Linked DNA regions of Mus musculus: all the other regions are linked to region 2. A link is a contact called in public promoter capture Hi-C data. All regions are on one chromosome and are shown on one strand. The core of a region is the stretch at or near the end of the contact, and the rest is flanking DNA. Distances in the headings are between cores, read along the strand shown.

Evidence for each region. Promoter capture Hi-C pulls out the DNA fragments that hold promoters and counts their contacts.
Region 1: a promoter capture Hi-C map of hippocampal neurons shows a contact between it and region 2, with 3 times the contacts expected there. The contact joins the enhancer-like site here to the promoter of Rnf214 in region 2. A contact is called at or near these places in 5 of 39 promoter capture datasets (cranial neural crest, embryonic stem cells, hippocampal neurons and 2 more).
Region 3: a contact with region 2 is called in a promoter capture Hi-C map of pre-B cells, with 2.8 times the contacts expected there. The contact joins the enhancer-like site here to the promoter of Rnf214 in region 2. A contact is called at or near these places in 4 of 39 promoter capture datasets (cranial neural crest, hematopoietic stem and progenitor cells, hippocampal neurons and 1 more), 1 of 115 datasets of contacts at active chromatin or transcription factors (large pre-B cells) and 2 of 9 other capture datasets (adipose tissue and embryonic stem cells).

The regions. Positions count from the first base shown.
Region 1 is chr9:44,816,317-44,819,016 of GRCm38.p6, reverse strand. It overlaps Kmt2a (lysine (K)-specific methyltransferase 2A), which reads left to right. Exons shown (of 36, transcript NM_001357549.2): 27 at 1-734; 28 at 1,231-1,311; 29 at 2,358-2,422. Among named protein-coding and RNA genes, the nearest start is that of Ttc36, 15 kb to the right of the region's middle. Within about 2 kb of position 1,311, at least 5 of the 459 cell types and tissues checked have an H3K27ac peak or open chromatin away from gene starts, as enhancers often do. A contact at or near this core is called in hippocampal neurons, where this site is marked.
Region 2 is chr9:45,905,637-45,908,336 of GRCm38.p6, reverse strand. It overlaps Rnf214 (ring finger protein 214), which reads left to right and starts at 1,426. Exons shown (of 14, transcript NM_178709.5): 1 at 1,426-1,985. It overlaps Pcsk7 (proprotein convertase subtilisin/kexin type 7), which reads right to left and starts at 1,768. Exons shown (of 17, transcript NM_008794.2): 1 at 1,298-1,768.
Region 3 is chr9:44,865,801-44,868,500 of GRCm38.p6, reverse strand. All of the region lies in intron 1 of Kmt2a (lysine (K)-specific methyltransferase 2A), which reads left to right. It overlaps Gm39326 (a long non-coding RNA gene), which reads right to left. Exons shown (of 4, transcript XR_870694.3): 1 at 1-2,700. Among named protein-coding and RNA genes, the nearest start is that of Gm39326, 12 kb to the right of the region's middle. Within about 2 kb of position 1,395, at least 69 of the 459 cell types and tissues checked have an H3K27ac peak or open chromatin away from gene starts, as enhancers often do. A contact at or near this core is called in adipose tissue and pre-B cells, where this site is marked.

The sequences.
Region 1 (2,700 bases), core at 62-2,561, 1.1 Mb after region 2:
TCGTCCGTCCTGAATGTGGTATCCATGCAAACTACAGCAGCCCCTACAAGTAGCACATCAGTTCCAGGTCATGTCACCTTAGCCAACCAGAGGTTGCTTGGGACCCCAGATATTGGCTCAATAAGCCATCTTCTAATCAAAGCCAGCCACCAGAGCCTGGGCATTCAGGACCAGCCTGTGGCTTTACCACCAAGTTCAGGAATGTTCCCCCAGCTGGGGACATCACAGACTCCCTCTGCTGCTGCAATGACAGCAGCATCTAGTATCTGTGTGCTCCCCTCTTCTCAGACTGCAGGCATGACAGCTGCATCCCCTCCTGGGGAGGCCGAAGAACACTATAAGCTACAGCGAGGAAACCAGCTCCTAGCTGGCAAAACCGGTACCCTGACTTCACAGCGGGACCGGGATCCCGATTCTGCTCCGGGGACCCAGCCGTCCAACTTCACCCAGACAGCAGAAGCTCCTAACGGTGTGAGGCTGGAGCAAAACAAGACTTTACCCTCAGCTAAGCCAGCCAGCTCCGCCTCTCCAGGGAGCTCCCCATCCTCTGGACAGCAGTCAGGAAGTTCCTCAGTGCCAGGTCCCACTAAACCAAAACCAAAAGCCAAACGGATTCAGCTGCCCCTAGACAAGGGGAGCGGCAAGAAGCACAAAGTTTCCCATTTGCGGACCAGTTCTGAAGCACACATTCCACACCGAGACACCGACCCCGCACCCCAGCCCTCAGTGACACGGTAAGTGATGTGCAGCTTAATTCTGCAGCTGTGGGCTTGTGTGCTCTGGGTGTCACGCAGTGGCTCGCAAGGTGCTCTCGTGGTGCTCGAGAATTCTTGTCACTTAGGCTTTCGGTCGTGATCGGCGGTGCTAAGACTAGCTTAGTGCACAGTTTGACGGGAACTGCAGCACTGATTGCCCTTCGCTTTGATGTCAGACACAGTGCTCATCCTTGGACCTGCTTCTGCTCTGCTGTGGTTCAGGGGGTAGAAGTGGGTGAGGGGATGATAGTCCTGTCAGAGGGACGAGGGCTCCTACTGTGGAGTGTCATGGAGCCCTCTCTGTTTTAACAGCTCATTGGAAGTATACCATATATAAAGCATAGAGGACGCTTCCCTTTCCCTGTGCCCCTTACTAGCTTCTGTGACCATAGTTACTGTTGCAGGCTTTTGAACTTTATCTGTCCAATGTGTCTTTGCTGATAGTGGCTTGAAAAGATCCAGTTCTTTCTTGTAGGACTCCTAGAGCGAACAGGGAGCAGCAGGATGCAGCTGGAGTGGAGCAGCCATCGCAGAAGGAGTGTGGGCAGCCGGCAGGGTGAGCTGCAGATGACTGGTTACCACGTGTAGATAGGCTTCCTCCTGAAGCCTACTTGCATTGGGTTTGTTGTCAAGCATGTTCTTGACAGGCATCACATGGTATGGATGTTTTGAATCCCAGAACTGGGGAAGCTTAGGCAGGCTAACCTCTTAGCCACTGAGCCATCTCTCCAGCCCCATAGTTTGATTTTATTCTGCAGATATTTCTATGTGTACTCTTTGTAAACGTGAACGTACTTTTATATTACATGGATGCTTGCATACTCACTGTTTTTGTTTTTGCACTTAATTGGTTTATATAACTCCCTGGGCTGACATGCATGCATGCTGTGTTCCAAGTGTCTCTTTGCTGCTTCTAGTGCTGTTGTATGATCTACATTACGTAGTTGGCTTCATACATATTAGTAGTATGTACTTGGACTGTTTCGGGAGTTATTAAACTGGAAAAAGTGAAAATAGAGGGTATACTGGCTGGTGCAGCTGAGCTGTGTTCTCAGTTAAGCCACCTAACTTAAATTGTATAGCACTGAGAAGTGGCTTTGTAGTTTTTCTACTGTAAGATCAGGAGGAGAATTTCAGCGATAGAGTCCACAGACGCAATCAGCTACTTTTTGCCAACATTTGGGAAGAAATTTCATAAAGGATGGTCTTAAGGCTGGAGAAATGGCAAAGTAATTAGGATGCTTCCAGTTCTAACAGGATCAATCTAGTTACATCTCCAGCTAACAGATCTAACGATCCGTGCTCGGATCTAGTGCATCCCCAGCTGCTGTGGGCACCCACACAGTCACAGGACACCTACACACACTAAACATTTAAAAATCCGCTGATTCCTGAATCTCACAGTGGAAGGAACTGTTCAACACCTGGGCATACATACACCCCAATAATAAATAACAAACTTTAAAGTGCTTTATGCTTATGTTCTTGGTAGTTGTTTTAAATAACTGATGGGGTATATGGCAGATTATGAACAGTTGTTTTTATCTTCGAGTTGAAAAACAGCTGGCCTTGCCTCTCACGTCTGGTTGTATTTTCATTCAGACCAGTGGCTGCTCTTCCAGAGGTCCAGGCAACACAGAATCCAGCCAATGAGCAAGAAAATGCAGGTATGTGGTTGATTAATAGGTTATAGTAGAGAACTCTAAAGCCAGAAGAACTATGTAAAAATCATGTGCGCTGAGCATGGCGGTGCACACTTGTAACCCCAGCACTTGGAAAGCTAAGACAGAATTGCGAGTTCAAGGTGAGACTGAGTTGCATAGTGGCTTGAGGGCAGCCTGTGCTACATGACATAGTAGGCTCGAGGGCATACTGTGCTACACCACAGCCTAAACCACAGAGAATCGCCTGCATTAACTCCTGATAGTCTAGATGGGAGAAAAGC
Region 2 (2,700 bases), core at 177-2,676:
CTTCTTAACCTATCATGTTATTTTCATTTGCTTCTTTAAGGGCTTAGCAAGACCTAACTGTCAATCAGGGAGAAAGCCAGATAATGGAAATAAAATGTAGTATAAGTGCATGTGGGTAACTGGGAGAGAGGAAATGACTGGCAAGAAGGACTAAGGAGCTGGCCCCGTCTCACCAAGTTGGATTTTCAGTGAGGGCACAGGCTCCAGCCCTGTCTTCAACCACTCAAAGGGGAAAAAACCCCACCAAATTAGAACTTTCGAGCAACTGTGGGGGCAGGAACAAGGCACATGTGGGGTCTTGAGCTCATTTAAAACTCACTACTGTCTACCAAGCCCACACTGCAGCAGTCTTGGTGTCCAGACATACACTTGGATGGTACCGACTTAAAACATTCTGGAAAGACTGTTTTACCAAAGACTCCTTGGACCTCCCTTCCTCTGTATACCAGGCTGGCCTGGAACTCAAGAGAGCCAGCCTGCTTCCGCTTCCAGAGTGCTGGGATAACAAAGGTGTGTGCCACCAACATCCGGCTTAAACAAGCTTTCTTTATATAATAAAGGTTGGCTGAGAACTCTTGCTTCCACCCCTTTACTGCTGTTATTATAGGTGTGGGCCACCATGTCCTTAAGTTCCATGGCATATTTCCTATTACATTCTTCCTGCCCCTGGGGCTGCTTCAATTTGGCCCAAGATACCCAGGTGTCTTCCCTAGTCTGCATATAAGTAAATCCAAAGTCTGGTTTGATAGCAGCCATCCACTCAGGCAGGCTCCTACAATCTCTGTAGGTTCCAACAGAGATTTCTGGAAGAGAAACCGAGTTTTGTTTTTGTTTTGTTTTGTTTGTTTGTTTGTTTTTTTCTCCCTGTGGTCCAGAGGCACAGCAGCACTTATTCTCAGACCTCTGAGCAAGAAATCTTAAGCACTTTCTGAAAATAGACTCCCATCACCCTCAACTAAGGTAGACGGGCACCTTTCCTGCTCAAGATTCTGCTCTTAAACCACCGTCCTTCAAGCCCCGCCTCCCCACTCACAGGAACCAGGGTCTGTACAGAGTGAGTTTTCTGATGCCCCCACTCCCACGCGGACTCAGCTGCTCCGTGCAATGTGCCTCTCTCTCCTTAGGACCGATGCTGTCCGGAACCTACGACCCGGAGACCCGGTCCCTCTGGGGTCGCCCACGCCAGGACCCAAGGTGCCCTCAGCGAAGGACCTCCTCCGCAGACGCCGACCAGCCCCGGTCCATGGTCCCCCGTATATCCGAGGTCCAGCCTCCACTACATTTCTTCCCGACTCACCCACAGCCTCTGTTGCTACTGTCGCTGCTGCTGCTGCCGCCGCAGCCCCCACCCTACGGAAACTCTCGGCTTCCCCGGAGCCGGAGGCGCCACTGACAGCGACATCACTTCCGCCCGGCGCCGCAGCCAATCAGCGGCTGGGCCTGCGGCCTCTTGACCAGCGGGCCGAGCTCCGGGCGCTCCGCCGACAGCTTCTGTCACAGGCCCGTGAGGGCTGTGGGAGTTCCGGCGCCTCGAATCCTCGTGTCCTCCGCCACAGGACCCCCTCCGCCACAGGGCCCTCGTCCTTCATGGCGTCCTCTGTAAGGACCATCCCGGTTCCGACCTCTAAACACCCCTCGCGGCTCTTCTCCGTCGGACTGCCATAGCCTTGACTCTTCCCCATAAACTCCTCAGAGAGGCTCTCGCCTCCATCCGGCCGCCGTCTCTCTGGCCCGCGTGTCCCTCGGGCTCCGCTTGGGTCTCAGGGCTGGTCCCCTCAGCGGCTCCGTTGTCCGGTCGCTGTCCGCGCCTGCCGCCAGAGGGCGCCGTCGGTGGCGGCCGCTCACCCCGCGGGTTCCGCTCCTCTCGCCGCCCCGGCCTCGCCCCCTTGCGCTCGCGCCGCCGGAAGTGGGAGGTGCCGCGCGCGGGCCAGCGCTCGACCCCTCCCCCAGGCTTGGCCGCCCCCTCCCCCGCTCCGCCCGCTCAGGTGCGTCCCTTCCCTCCCCCCCGCTTGGCTCCCCGGGGGCGCGGCGCGGGAGGTGTGTGCGGGGCGGCGCGCGCGGGTCGGGACGGCGGGACTAGGGGGGCGCGGCGGAGGAGGAGGGGGCGGCGGGGAGGGGGCGGCGGGGACAGGGGCGGGAGCCCGGCCTGGGAGTGGGACGGGAGCTGGCGGCCGGTGAGGACGGAGGGGAAGGGGTGGAGGTGGCGCTGGCCAGTGCCAAGGGCCAGCGTAGCGGCAGCTCCCTGTGAAGAGTGGCGGTGACCACCCGGCGCAGCTTCCCCCCATTGTCCCCTTCTGCGTCGCCGCCTGACTGGTGACCATCACTGCCTTGCGGGATTCCCTTGGGCACACTGGGCTCTTGAGCCAGATGTGCGACCCCACCCCCCATCCCTCTCGTTTGGGGCTCTAGCTGCGGAGTTTCACGTATGACCCTTGCCCTAAGGTTTTCGTTTACTGGGCATCGGTGACCCAGACCTTGTTCCCTGTTGGAGGCAATGATCTCGACCCTATTGTAGGCAGACTGATTGCATCCGAGATGCAATAATGGCGTTTCAGGGCCCATTTTCACCTAGGAGCTTTTTATTATGAGAGGAAACTGAGGCACTGAGCTGTGACTATTGATTCAGCCCGACTCGGTATCTGCTCTTGTGCATTCTTCTGGGTTCAGAGATATTCTATTCATGGGATGCTGTCAAAATAA
Region 3 (2,700 bases), core at 146-2,645, 1.0 Mb after region 2:
AGAACAAACTCAGACTTCACGTGTAGTTTTACAGTGCTAACCATGCTGGTCCTCACTCACAGAAGGGAGAAGACAGAAACGTGGAATTCCCTCTTACTTTCTCTGTTCTTCTTGATTTTGTTTTTGTTTTTGAGACCAGGCTGGCCTTGTATTCACAGAGATCTACCTGCTTCTGCCTCCCAAGTACTGGAATCATAGGCATGCCATACCCGTTGGTCTGTTCATATTCTCTCTCTCTCCCTCCCTCCTCCTCCTCCTCTTCCTCCTCTTCCTCCTCTTCCTCCTCCTCCTCAGTAATTTTTTTTGAAATTCACAGTGCATTCCAATTGCATTCTCTCTTCTTCTTGAAAGACTCCAGTATCAGAGCACTTTAAAAAATACCAGGGACTTTCTTTAAAAAGTAGTTAATGCCATCTAATATGGGCTTCTCAGAACTTGATAGTAAGCTTCCAAACATGAAATAGTTATCAATAGACCATGAGTTCTCCAACTATATTATTTGACCATTATGTCCTAAAAGATAATGAACTGACAGAGACCTTGGAAGCCTTGTTGCTTTCCTAAATGGGATGTTCATGTTATTCTTCACACTGCCTTTGCGGTGAGATGGCCCTGTTTGTTTTAGAGGGAAGGAAGTTGTGGCTTTCTCAGTGATACCCAACTTGCTATTGGTCATTCAGTAGCCCGTAGTCCTAAAAGGAAAGATGAAACTTGATTTTGCATCTTGAGAACAAACCAGGAGAGAACTGAACTCTTACAGTGGAAGCATGCACTTGAGAGCCAGGCATGGCAGCTCTGCCTGCAGCCCCTGCACTTGGGAGGGCGAGCCAAGAGAATCGCTGCTTAGTGAGTAGCAGGCCAGCCAGGACTACATCCCAAGACCTTTATCTCAGAAGGAAAAAAGAAAAAAAAAAAAAGAGGGAGGGAGGAGGGGAGCAAAAAACAAACAAACACCCCTAAACTTGAATTAGGATATAACTTAAATGAAGGTAACTGCTTCAAGGTGGTAAGGAGCCAAGTCCTCTTACAACGAGAAGAACCATCATTCAAAGTGAACTTAGTGTTTGTTTACTATTCCAGACTACAGATCTGGTTCCCTGAGAGAGAAGACTAACTCTCCCCCCACCCCCTGTGATTCTTAACAATTTTCTGCAGTGTGCCTGTTACTCGGGCTCATTTCTTTTTCTTTGATAAACAGATAAGCCAGTTGAGACTTGGAAACTGGGGAGGCTGGAATAGCACTTGATTTCCTTGTTTTCCTGAGAAAAGTTCTCACGTACCCTTGAACTTGCTGTGTAACTGAGGATGGCCTTGAACTCCTGCCTCTCTTGCCTCTGCCTCCAGGTGCTGGAATTACAGGCCTGTGCCCCATGCTCAGCCTTGATTATTTGTTTTTAATGATTCTGTGAAGTAATTTGGGCCACAGCCAAGGATCTGAATAGCCTACTGTCTGAGCTGGTGCGCAGCCCACTGGTTTGCTTTTAAAGACAGATGAGCTCCGTTATGACTTCCTCTTTCTGAAGCAGGTTGGGTGAATTCACCTGGCTCATTTGCTTAGCTCTCTTGGGCATCTTTGTTTCTTGTTCTTGTTGACGTGGAGTGGGTTTGAAGGGCGCTGTCTCCTCCTGTTAAGGTATATAGCAGTTATGGTCCTCGGGTGACAGTGGCTAGGTAGAACTGAATTAAAAGCTTGGAAACTAGAGTCCTTTTTTTGTAGATTGAAGTGTGGCCTCCTATTGTTACTGAAGAACAGTGTGTTACAGTCTTTGCACTCTTTAATCCTGGGTGACCTTTCCCTGTTAATGTTTTTTTTTCAACAACAGTCGGAGATCATATGTAAAAGAGCTTCAGTCTCTCCTCCTGTGGTGCATTCAGACAGCCAACTGTCCCCTGGATGCACCTGCCATCAGAGAGAATCGGCTCTCACCCCCGCTGGCCACTTCACAAGACACTGATGTTAGTTCAGTTACTTTTTTTTTTTCCTTTTCTTCTCTTTTTAAAGCAAGACTGTCATTATGAAAACTAGTAACAGAATTAAGAGCTTCAACCTTCAGATTGTCAATTCCCAAAGTATCTTGCAAAGTGCTATAATTATTTTAGTACTTACATTCATGTTATATTTTAAGCTGAACTTTAAAAAAGAACTTAGATAATAACCTGGGGGGAGGGGTAGCTTGTCAAGGGCTGAGACTCCAGCACTTGTCACTGATTTCTTGGAAATGTGGGGATCCCAGGTTTTATACAAGGTGATAAACATTTAACTACTGAGTTATTGATTTGTTTTTCTTTTGAAGCATGTTTTTGTTTGTTTGTTTTTTGTTTGTTTGTTTTGTTTTAAAGACAGGATCTCATGTAACCCAGACTGGCCTGGAATTCTGCGACGGCCTGCCTGGCTTCTGCCTGGCTTCTGCCTCCCGAGTGCTGGGACTGAAGGCGTCACCTCCACACCAGGAGACTGAACTCTTCCTGGCCCTCCTGCTTCCGCAGTTAGCAGCCCATACCCCGCACTGAGGCAGAATCTTCCTGCACTGCCTAGGCCTGCCTGTCTTCCTGCTTCAGCTTCCTAACTTACTGGGATCACAACAGTTTCTGTGTTTATTTGACAGTTGGTTCTGTTATACTGGGCATAAAACTAGAGAAACTTAAAAACTATTCTCGAAGTGTTTGATAGTGTTTCCTTCTCAGTTTAAGGGAACTTGG